2 separate regions of the Anser cygnoides genome follow, and region 2 is linked to region 1. A link is a contact called in public Hi-C data. All regions are on one chromosome and are shown on one strand. The core of a region is the stretch at or near the end of the contact, and the rest is flanking DNA. Distances in the headings are between cores, read along the strand shown. Region 1 holds the start of CYS1 (cystin 1). Region 2 overlaps LPIN1 (lipin 1).

The links. A called contact is a pair of places that touch in the nucleus more often than the background predicts.
Region 2: a Hi-C map of liver shows a contact between it and region 1, with 1.9 times the contacts expected there. The contact joins the enhancer-like site here to the promoter of CYS1 in region 1. A contact is called at or near these places in 2 of 7 Hi-C or Micro-C datasets (both in liver).

The regions. Positions count from the first base shown.
Region 1 is chr3:106,906,936-106,911,193 of Taihu_goose_T2T_genome, forward strand. CYS1 (cystin 1) reads right to left here and starts at 2,154. Exons shown (of 3, transcript XR_007165965.2): 1 at 1,962-2,154. LOC136790524 (a long non-coding RNA gene) reads left to right here and starts at 2,117. Exons shown (of 2, transcript XR_010830623.1): 1 at 2,117-2,252; 2 at 2,348-3,873.
Region 2 is chr3:107,894,532-107,898,789 of Taihu_goose_T2T_genome, forward strand. The region is part of intron 1 of LPIN1 (lipin 1); the gene reads left to right. Among named protein-coding and RNA genes, the nearest start is that of LPIN1, 16 kb to the left of the region's middle. Within about 2 kb of position 2,495, at least 3 of the 3 cell types and tissues checked have open chromatin away from gene starts, as enhancers often do. A contact at or near this core is called in liver, where this site is marked.

The sequences.
Region 1 (4,258 bases), core at 904-3,403:
TTCCTTTAAGACTCACATAAAACCATTTCTCGTGCTCACCAAGCCTCCTGGTTGCCAAATCGGTTTGCATGAAAATTGTCGCCGTGCCACGGGCAGGCAGTTTGGTCACAGAAAAAGAGCAAAACTGAGGCATGCAAGCCTGAAAGTACTGCATCCTAAATACTTACTTCTGTCGGTGAATCACAGAACCATAGGATCTTTTTAGGCTGGAAAAGACCCTAAAGACCAGCAAGCCCAGCACTTCCAATCCCACCACTGCACCGTGCCCCTAAGCCCCGTTCACACGTCTCAGCGCCTCCAGAAACACACCGGGAATGTTTTACCCGGGCCTCAGGGCTGGTGGTGCCTCTGCTCGGAGCAGCGCCCGCCTAACAAACAGGACACGGCTTCCACAACAACTTCCAGCTAAGACGAACGACGCCGGTGATTTTTGGCCTCGGCACCGGCCGCAGAAACACAGGGCACCCCGCATCGGAGGGGACCCACGAGGATCGTCGAGCCCCCGGCTGCTGGCTGCGCACGGGACCACCCCAAAACCAGACCCCGTGTCTGACAGCGTTGTCCAAACGCCTCTTAATCCCCGCGGGTCCCTTCCAACTCGGATACCCCATGATTTCGGAGCTCCGGCGGCTCGGTGCCGTGCCCACCGCCCCGGGCGGCCTGTCCCAGTGCCCGACCCCCCCCGGGTGCAGACCCTTCCCCTGACCCCCAGCCTGACCCTCCCCGTCCCGGCTCCGTGGCGGTGCCGCCGTGACTTCTGAGCAAGGGAAAAGCAAACAAATCTCAGCTCTCCCCGGAGGGAAATCCAGGAAACCGGAGCGGTTCTTGAGGCAGCGCCGCGGGGGCGGCTGCAGCGGCCGGGGAACCATCTGGGGCCGGTTCCCGTTGGGGTGGTGGAAGCCTTATTTATGGGGGGGGTCCCGGGGAAACGGGGCAGGCTCTGGGCACTGCCGCCCCCCTATTTACATGGGGGGGTCCCGGGGAAACGCGGGTGAGGAGAACCTTGGGGTAACCCCGAGCCCCCCGCAAGGACCCCCGTGAACCGAGCGAGGCGGGGCGGTGGTGGTAACGTCCCCGCACCCCCCGGGGGGGCTGCGACCACCCTGTGGGGGACACGATTTGGGGAAGGGGCTCGCCGAGGGCCCCGGGGGGCACTTACCTCCCGCGGGGGGCCGCCGGGGGCGGGCAGCGCCGCCGCCCCCTCGCCCCCTGCCGCCGCCTCCGCCGGGCCCGGGGCCGCCCCCGGCCCTCGGGGGTCGCCTCCGCCGCCGCCCCCCGTCGCCACCGGGCCCCGTCTCCGGCTGCTGCCGCTGCCCATGGGCTCGGGGGCCGGAGCCGGAGCCGGCTGACGGCGGGGGCCGGCCCCCGGGGGGCGGTGGAGGGGGGCGAGGGGGCGGTAAAGCTGCGAGGGGGGAGCGGCGCCGTGCGGGGAGGGAGCCCCCGGGGCGGCCAAAAGGAGGGGGAGAAAATGGGAAAAAGGGTTGGGGGGGAGCCTTCCCGGCTCAGGAGGGCTGCCAGGGCTGCTGGCTGGTCCCTAAGGTCCCTCAGCAGCTCGGGATCCCCCCGAGATGGGGGGCATGCTGCTGTCTCTTCTGCCCTCTCTCCCCTTCCCTGGGGGTCCAGGGGGTCGTCGCTATTCGGGGAGGGTCCCAGGAGGCCGCCACGGCCCCGACAGCAGCCACGGGTTGGGATCAGGCAGCTCCCCTTCTGTGGGGTCTCCCCCAAAGCCCCCCCCAAGATGGGGGAGCCAGGAGGGCGACACACTGTTTACGGACCACTGCCAGCCCCTGCGAGACCCCCAGCCACAGCGGGAGACCCTCGGGCGTTTTTGGAAACGGAGGGTGCCCGGCACCACGCCCAGGGGTGCTCCAGGCGACAGAGAGGAGGCTCTGGGCTCCAGGTGGTGGCACGGTCCCGAGCGGTGGCACTGCCTTCAGGCCCTGGCCACGAACAAAACCTACCGGCTCCCTGCAGGCCCGGAGCCTCCTGGAAAGTTTCCTGGCAGCCCCGATGGAAAAAAGTTCACTGCAGGGCAGCGCCGCGGATCCCGCCTGGGCTGACGCCGCCTCCGCAAAGCCTGCGTCTCGCGGCGAGCCGAGCAAGTTGTGTTTGGGAGCAGCTGCAGCCCGGGAGGCGTTCGGGCGGCGGCGACCCAAACGCTGCTGTGGTTTAGCAGGGAGGCCGGGAGATGTTTCCCTGCTGCAAAGTCTGCTGGGGACTCAAGCGAAGATTTTCGGAAAGCTAAAGGCCTGGTAAGCCCATGAATTCTCGGGAAAATGAGCAAAAAGCTACCAAATCCTTTTTTTTTTTTTTTTTTTTTATGGTGGCTTTAAGCACGGTTTCCCAGCAGGGCCAGTATTTAACATCCTGGCTGATCTTCAAGAGCGAGGGCTGGCAGCGCGCGGTGCCAGCTGCGGGTGGCACCCAGCCAGCGGCCGGGAGCCCACGCAGCCAACACGGCCTCGGGGGAGGCAGCGGCTCCGGGGCCCTGCTGGAGGATGCTGCTGCTGAGTTTTTTAACGTCGCTGATATCCATTGAAGCCACGAGTGCTGATTTGCCCCGTCGTGGTATTTGACGGGCTTTGCTGGACTTCCAAAACCAATAGCTAAAGTGGAGTTGGGACGTGCAATTGTCTGGGCGAAATCTCCCTTTCTGATCTCATTTTCAGGTTGCTCATTCCCTGAGTATGAGAACAAAAAAAGAATAAAAGGGAATGACAGTTCCGACCCGTGTCCCAGAGCGACAACGGCAGCTGGAGAGCGAGGAGGGATGGGGATGGTGGGGCACGGCGGGGTGCCAGCGGTCACTAGCTGTATTGCCGCAGTGCCAGGGAGCAAACACACGAGGAATTTGTTTGGTGGGTGAAATAGCAGGCTCCTCTCACCGTGATAACCAAAACAGAGCTGGGGAACTCTGCTTTTTCATGTTGTGTTCCCACCAGAGCTTTTCTAGGGCGCTACAGGTAGTTCGTTGAGCAATCTGACCTTGTGACAACAAATATTACGCCACGTGTTTAGGTTTTGCCTTCTTTTCTGGCGTTTGCTGGATTTTCTGCAAGTCTTCAGTAGATATATTCCCTCAGCATAAGAGCTCTGGAACAAAAAGGATTCAAACCCAAAGTTAACATATATATCATGTCAGATTTGCTCTCTGCAGAGCCATCGGGAAAACCTCAATCTTTCCCACTGCAAACCGCAGCGCTGGTGTCACCCTTCGGTGAGCAGGTTTATGTATTAATCTGCCTTTCTAGCATTAACTCGTGTGCAGCAAGGAAAGGTGTGCATTGCTCAAATCGGAGCCTGCCTCTATCAGGCGATGGGACCGCTAGGCTGGCCTTCGATTCCTTTTCCCTGATGTTGTCTTCACCTGGGTTTTCTACAGTTCTGGCACCAAACCTGACAAAAAAAAATAAAAAATAAAAAATTACAATTGTGATGGTTTTTCAGGCTTTGCTGTGGAGATCTCACATCCTGTGCCTCTGAGCCCCAGGAAAAAATATCCATGAGGTGGAGGCCAGTGGGACCCAGAGAGGAGAGGTCCTGGGATGGAAGGTGGGAGCTGTGGGGTGGTGGCCCTGGCCCTACCCCATCCCTGGGGACAGCAGGGCTCAAGCAGCTGCTGGGCATCCCTTGCATCAGCTGAGACGGTCTGGAAAGGTAGGTGGAAAATAAGAGCCGTCAAGGTGGGTGCTTTCCAGCAGGGGAGGCCGGTTCCCTTGTTGGAGAGCTGTCCCACAGCAGGATGGAGCCCAGGACACGCTGGAGGCTGCCCCTGTGTAATTAGCGGAGCTGGGCTTTGGCTCAGGGCTGACGTTTGACTCATCAAAAAACCTGCTGAGAACATGTATTTAAATAAATAAATATAAAAGCCTATTTTTAAGAGTGTCCTTTCAACACTTCTCGGATTTTGCTGCGCCCTAAGCACTGTCAGTAAGAGATTTCTCTTCCTGCAGCCCACGTGTTAAGGGAAGGGCCCTGCTTTGCCCAGAAGTCCCAGCCCAGGGAAGGGTTATGTTTTATGGGTTTCACCACCATGTCTTTCTGCACTCTTCCCGTCGGTACCGCAGAAGGCTGTGCCATGGGAGAGCTTCTACCATCAGCTGCTGTGGCGTTTGTGTGCTGGTGGGGCAAAGCCCTGCTGCCGTGTCCCCATGTGGGGCTCACAGAACCATTAGGGTTGGAAAAGCCCTCCAAGATCACCTGGCCCAACCATCCCCCTGCCACCAACATCACCCACTACACCATGTCCCCAAGCACC
Region 2 (4,258 bases), core at 1,245-3,744, 990 kb after region 1:
GCACAAGCAAATGTTTCCAGACTCTTCACGGGTGTAAACCCCATATTCTGCTGATCTTCAGATCTAGCTCCAAAGTCCTTGGCCTTGTACTTAACAGGGCCTGGACATCCCAAAGCTAGCCACAAGGCTAAGACCAACATGCAAGGGCATGTGTAGTGCAGATGCCATCATTTTGAAGCTCCCCCATCCGCCAGCTTTCTGCCCCTCATTGTGAGGACAAGGCAGTCGTGCTCCACTCCTCATAGTAATCCTTCTCTGGTGAAAGGAATGTGTGGGCTTCCTGGCTGGTTTGGTGGTGAGCTGCACATCGTAGCCCCCATTTCCAGGTGTGATGGTGAGGCTGCCCGGTGGAGGAGTAGGCTGGGAGGTCACCGGGTCTGGAAAGAAGGATGCCGTGAGTGAGGGCGTGATGATCGGGTGATGTGGAAACATCACCTCATGAAACACCTTTTGGTAGCCTGGGGTAGTGCCTAAGAGGAACATTCCCAGGTGCAGTGTTAACTACAGTGATTAAAATATCTGCCAAGAGCAAGCAGGAGGTGTGGTGGTGAGGCCACCTCGCCAGCCAATGGAGGCAGTGTTCAAACACGCTCTAGTGGCGTGGTGGAGATGAGGAAATGGTCTCTACCAGCTGCCTATAGATGTGTCATAAGATTTGAGATAAATAGCTGATCATTTTCTCTGTAAGTGACTAACGTAAGGTTAAGAGATGGGAGGGAGCTCAGCAGAAAGAATTCAAATCCGGCGCAAGGCAGGAAATTCGTACCAGACGGGTGCATTTGTAAGACTTGGCACTGCAGCCTCATGTGTTAACCCTGTGGTGGGGTGAATAATTTACTTGCTGTGTAGTATTACTCTTCCAGTCCCTATTTCTACCTTTACCTCAAAGTCACTTTCAAATGTGGTTTGAAAACCACCAAGCCTGTGCCCTGCTAGAGGTCAGAGCAAGCAGGGGCTGTTCCTCTTCCACAGCAAGGAGCCTGGAGCTCTAGGACAGAAATGCTATGGATATTCTTACTTTTTTATTTTCTTCTTATTATTATTATTTAATTTAGAGACTGGATTACTACCAAGCATTCAGCATAGGTTAAAATCATTTAGGAATTTGAGGTAGTGCAAAATGCAGCTATATGTATTTTCAGAAGTGACAGGGGCAGGGGAACCCTATGCTCACGCTGCAGGAGCTGCCCTGGCCACCGCTGAGGGCTGGACAAGTACAAAGGCCCCAAGTCATTTGGGGTCTTCCCACCCTGTAAGCATGCCTCTAACTCGATGGGACCCTGGAGCTACCAGAATGCTTGAGGATAGTGGCTCCTTTGACTGGAGAGAGATGATACAGATGAGGTGAGAGAACAGAACAGGTTTCGTGTTGGGCCTCCTCAGCTTCATACAATACAGCCTGACTATGATTTTCATGTTTCAAAGTACATAAATGGTGCTGTGCTCATCTCCATGTGCTGTAGCCCCAGATGCGACCTCCCACAGACCAGCAGCTGTATTTTGTAGCCTTTTTGTAGAAGTTAAACATAGACAGTAATTCTTTGAGTCTAGTAAGCTACGAGGTTAGGCCTTTTGACTAGCAACTCACACAGTTTCTGACAGAGCTCTCTGTGGTTGTTTCTGACATTTTCTGCAACAGCAACCCATTCTGTGACAGAGGTTTTTGATGACCCAAGCTTCACCTGACTCTAGCCACACCTCTCCAGCAAAACTTAATGTTGTCAGTCAAACCTTACTCTGCTAGATAACTAGGAAATGGGTTTCTTTCCATACCAGGAAATGGTCATTTATAAAGGAATCCAGTCACGTGCTGAATTTAGGATCATCATCTCATCTGACAAGAAGGCCTTTCTTCCTCTTTGCTGTTTGAAAGAGACCCTATGGTGGAGATAACATCACTATCAAAGGCACTAGCTCTGGGTATCTGTGAAAGAACAGATCTGCTGCTCTGCGCTATGCAGAGAAAATGTAAGTCACCTCCGGGCACCTGAGGTGGGTCTTATAATTGTTTTTTAAAATCAGATGCCCCTCAGGGGAAGAAATAGGATGTTTCTGGCTGGTACTAGCAGGAAAGCAAAGAAGCACGCATACACCATGCACTTAACTACATTAGGAAGCATTATTACTGCAGGAACCAGATTTAAATGAGGTGAGTAATTCACAAACGAGCAACTTTGTTTACAACAGCTGTTGCAATCAGTGTGATGAGTTAATCAATGGCCAGGTGATGTCATGCAACTGAGTCACAAGTTTGAGACAGAAGAACCTTGTAGGTCACCAGTCCTGGCCCTTGGCTATTCTGCTACGGTTCCCTGCAGCTCATTTCTGCGCTGTTTTCTTAGTCAGGCTGAAAACACACCTCATGTGACGGGGCTTTTGCCACGAGCTTCTGAATTTTTCCACTGTGAGATTTCGTTGCTAGGAAAGGGCTCCTAAAAATGCAGCCTCATCGTGTCAGTTTATCACAGAACAGCAGAACACAAAGCTGGAAGAGACTCAGAGATCATCCCGTTCATTTCTATGCCTAAAGACAAATAAAACTAGAATTACAACATTTCTGACAGACATGTGTTTACCCTGCTCTGAAAGGTCTCAAGCCTCTTCCGGCAATCCATTTCAGAGCTTGCCTGCTCCTGATATTACAAAGTTTTCCTAATGCCTTAATGCTTCCTGTTGCATTTCATACCCACTGCATTTCCATATCTCTCCTGAAGAGACATGGTTTACAGTTGTCACCTTTTTATTTTCCTTGCAATTTTTTATACCAGATGATTATTTTTTTCCCCACTCTAGTGAGAGGATAAAGTACAGACTAATTGTTCTGCAGTTGTCACATCATAACATGTTATCTCTGAATCTTCTTCTGTGTTACTCAATCTTCTATCATCTATAAGAAATTTTCATCACCTGAGTCTTACTCATATTTAGCTGGGCAAAGTACAGCTTGGCTTAATGCTTCCAAACTGGCCAAAATAGTGTTATGAAGCCTCTCTTTAAAAGTTAAAAAGCAAATTTTGCTTTGCGTCATTAATAAATTTACTCTAACAGCTGAGGAGGACATTATTCCTGGTCAACAACAGAAGAACTGAGGTCAACAGCAGTGCTCGTGCTATGTCCACATGCCTAGAAGAAGGCTCAGGTAGCTCCAGAGGAGATCTGAGCACTTGGCTACACAGCTGCAAGCCAGATAAGCAGTGACAGGGCAATCCTCCACCTTTGACACTTCCTGGCATGGTCTAGTCACCTCTGTGCTATCAAGCTCTTTCGTCCCCCCAAACTGGTTGGCCCCATTGCGACTGCCTGCTGGGAATGCTCTGGTGTGCCAGGAGAGGCTGGGAGCTGTTCGCAGGCTGGGGCCAAGCACTGGTCTAGCAGTGTCAGGGCAGAGATGAGGCTGCTCCGGCACCTCCGCCTGCGCCCTGCCTCTGTTTAGTTTTGCAGTACAGGAATAGCCTTGTGTCCTATTTCACTGGCTTAAGCACAAGGTCATCTTTTCTCTGTGTTAGCTTTGCTCCCTAAGGTCAGCAGAATGACTACGGATGCTGGCATAGTTAAAGGAAAGATTTGATGCATTGTGTCTGCTTTAAAACAATTTTCACTTAGGTCAGTTTGCATTTCCAAGCACACTAAATAGGAAAGCTGTTTTCTAGCAGTCACCTTGAAAAAGAGGGTATGCTAAACAATATACAAAAAATAATTCAATAAATACTACTTTTTCCCATTAATTGCAGGACTGAATGAAAGCTCCTTAGGGTTGTTTTCCAAATGCAAGCAGGAGCAGAGATTAGACAACTCTAAAGATCAAATACTTAACTGCAACATTAACTGTACTTTTAAACTGCTGGCAGGGATCCTGGAGAGTCCCGTGGTTGTTACACCAGCACACAAAGAATGTTTTACGGGACTGTCTCTGATCAATGTTTTTCAGAGGAACTGAATGCAAAAGCAGCAGCACTATTGTACAATTACCAACTCTGTTGCAACACACTGTTGACTTCTCTGCTAATGAAACGTACTGTTTTCCTGCGGCGATTCCTATTATTATGTTCCTATTTATTTAACCATGTACGTGATTTATCAGGAACTCTGATTGTTATTAAGAAAGAAAGACAGACAGAAAGAAAAAGGGAGAAAAAGAAGCAACAAAACAAAGAAAAAGAATAAGAAAAAGAAAACAAAGAAAAAGGAAAAAAAGAAAGGAAAGAAAGAAAGGAAAGAAAGAAAGAAAAAGAAAGAAAGAAAGAAAGAAAACAGAAAA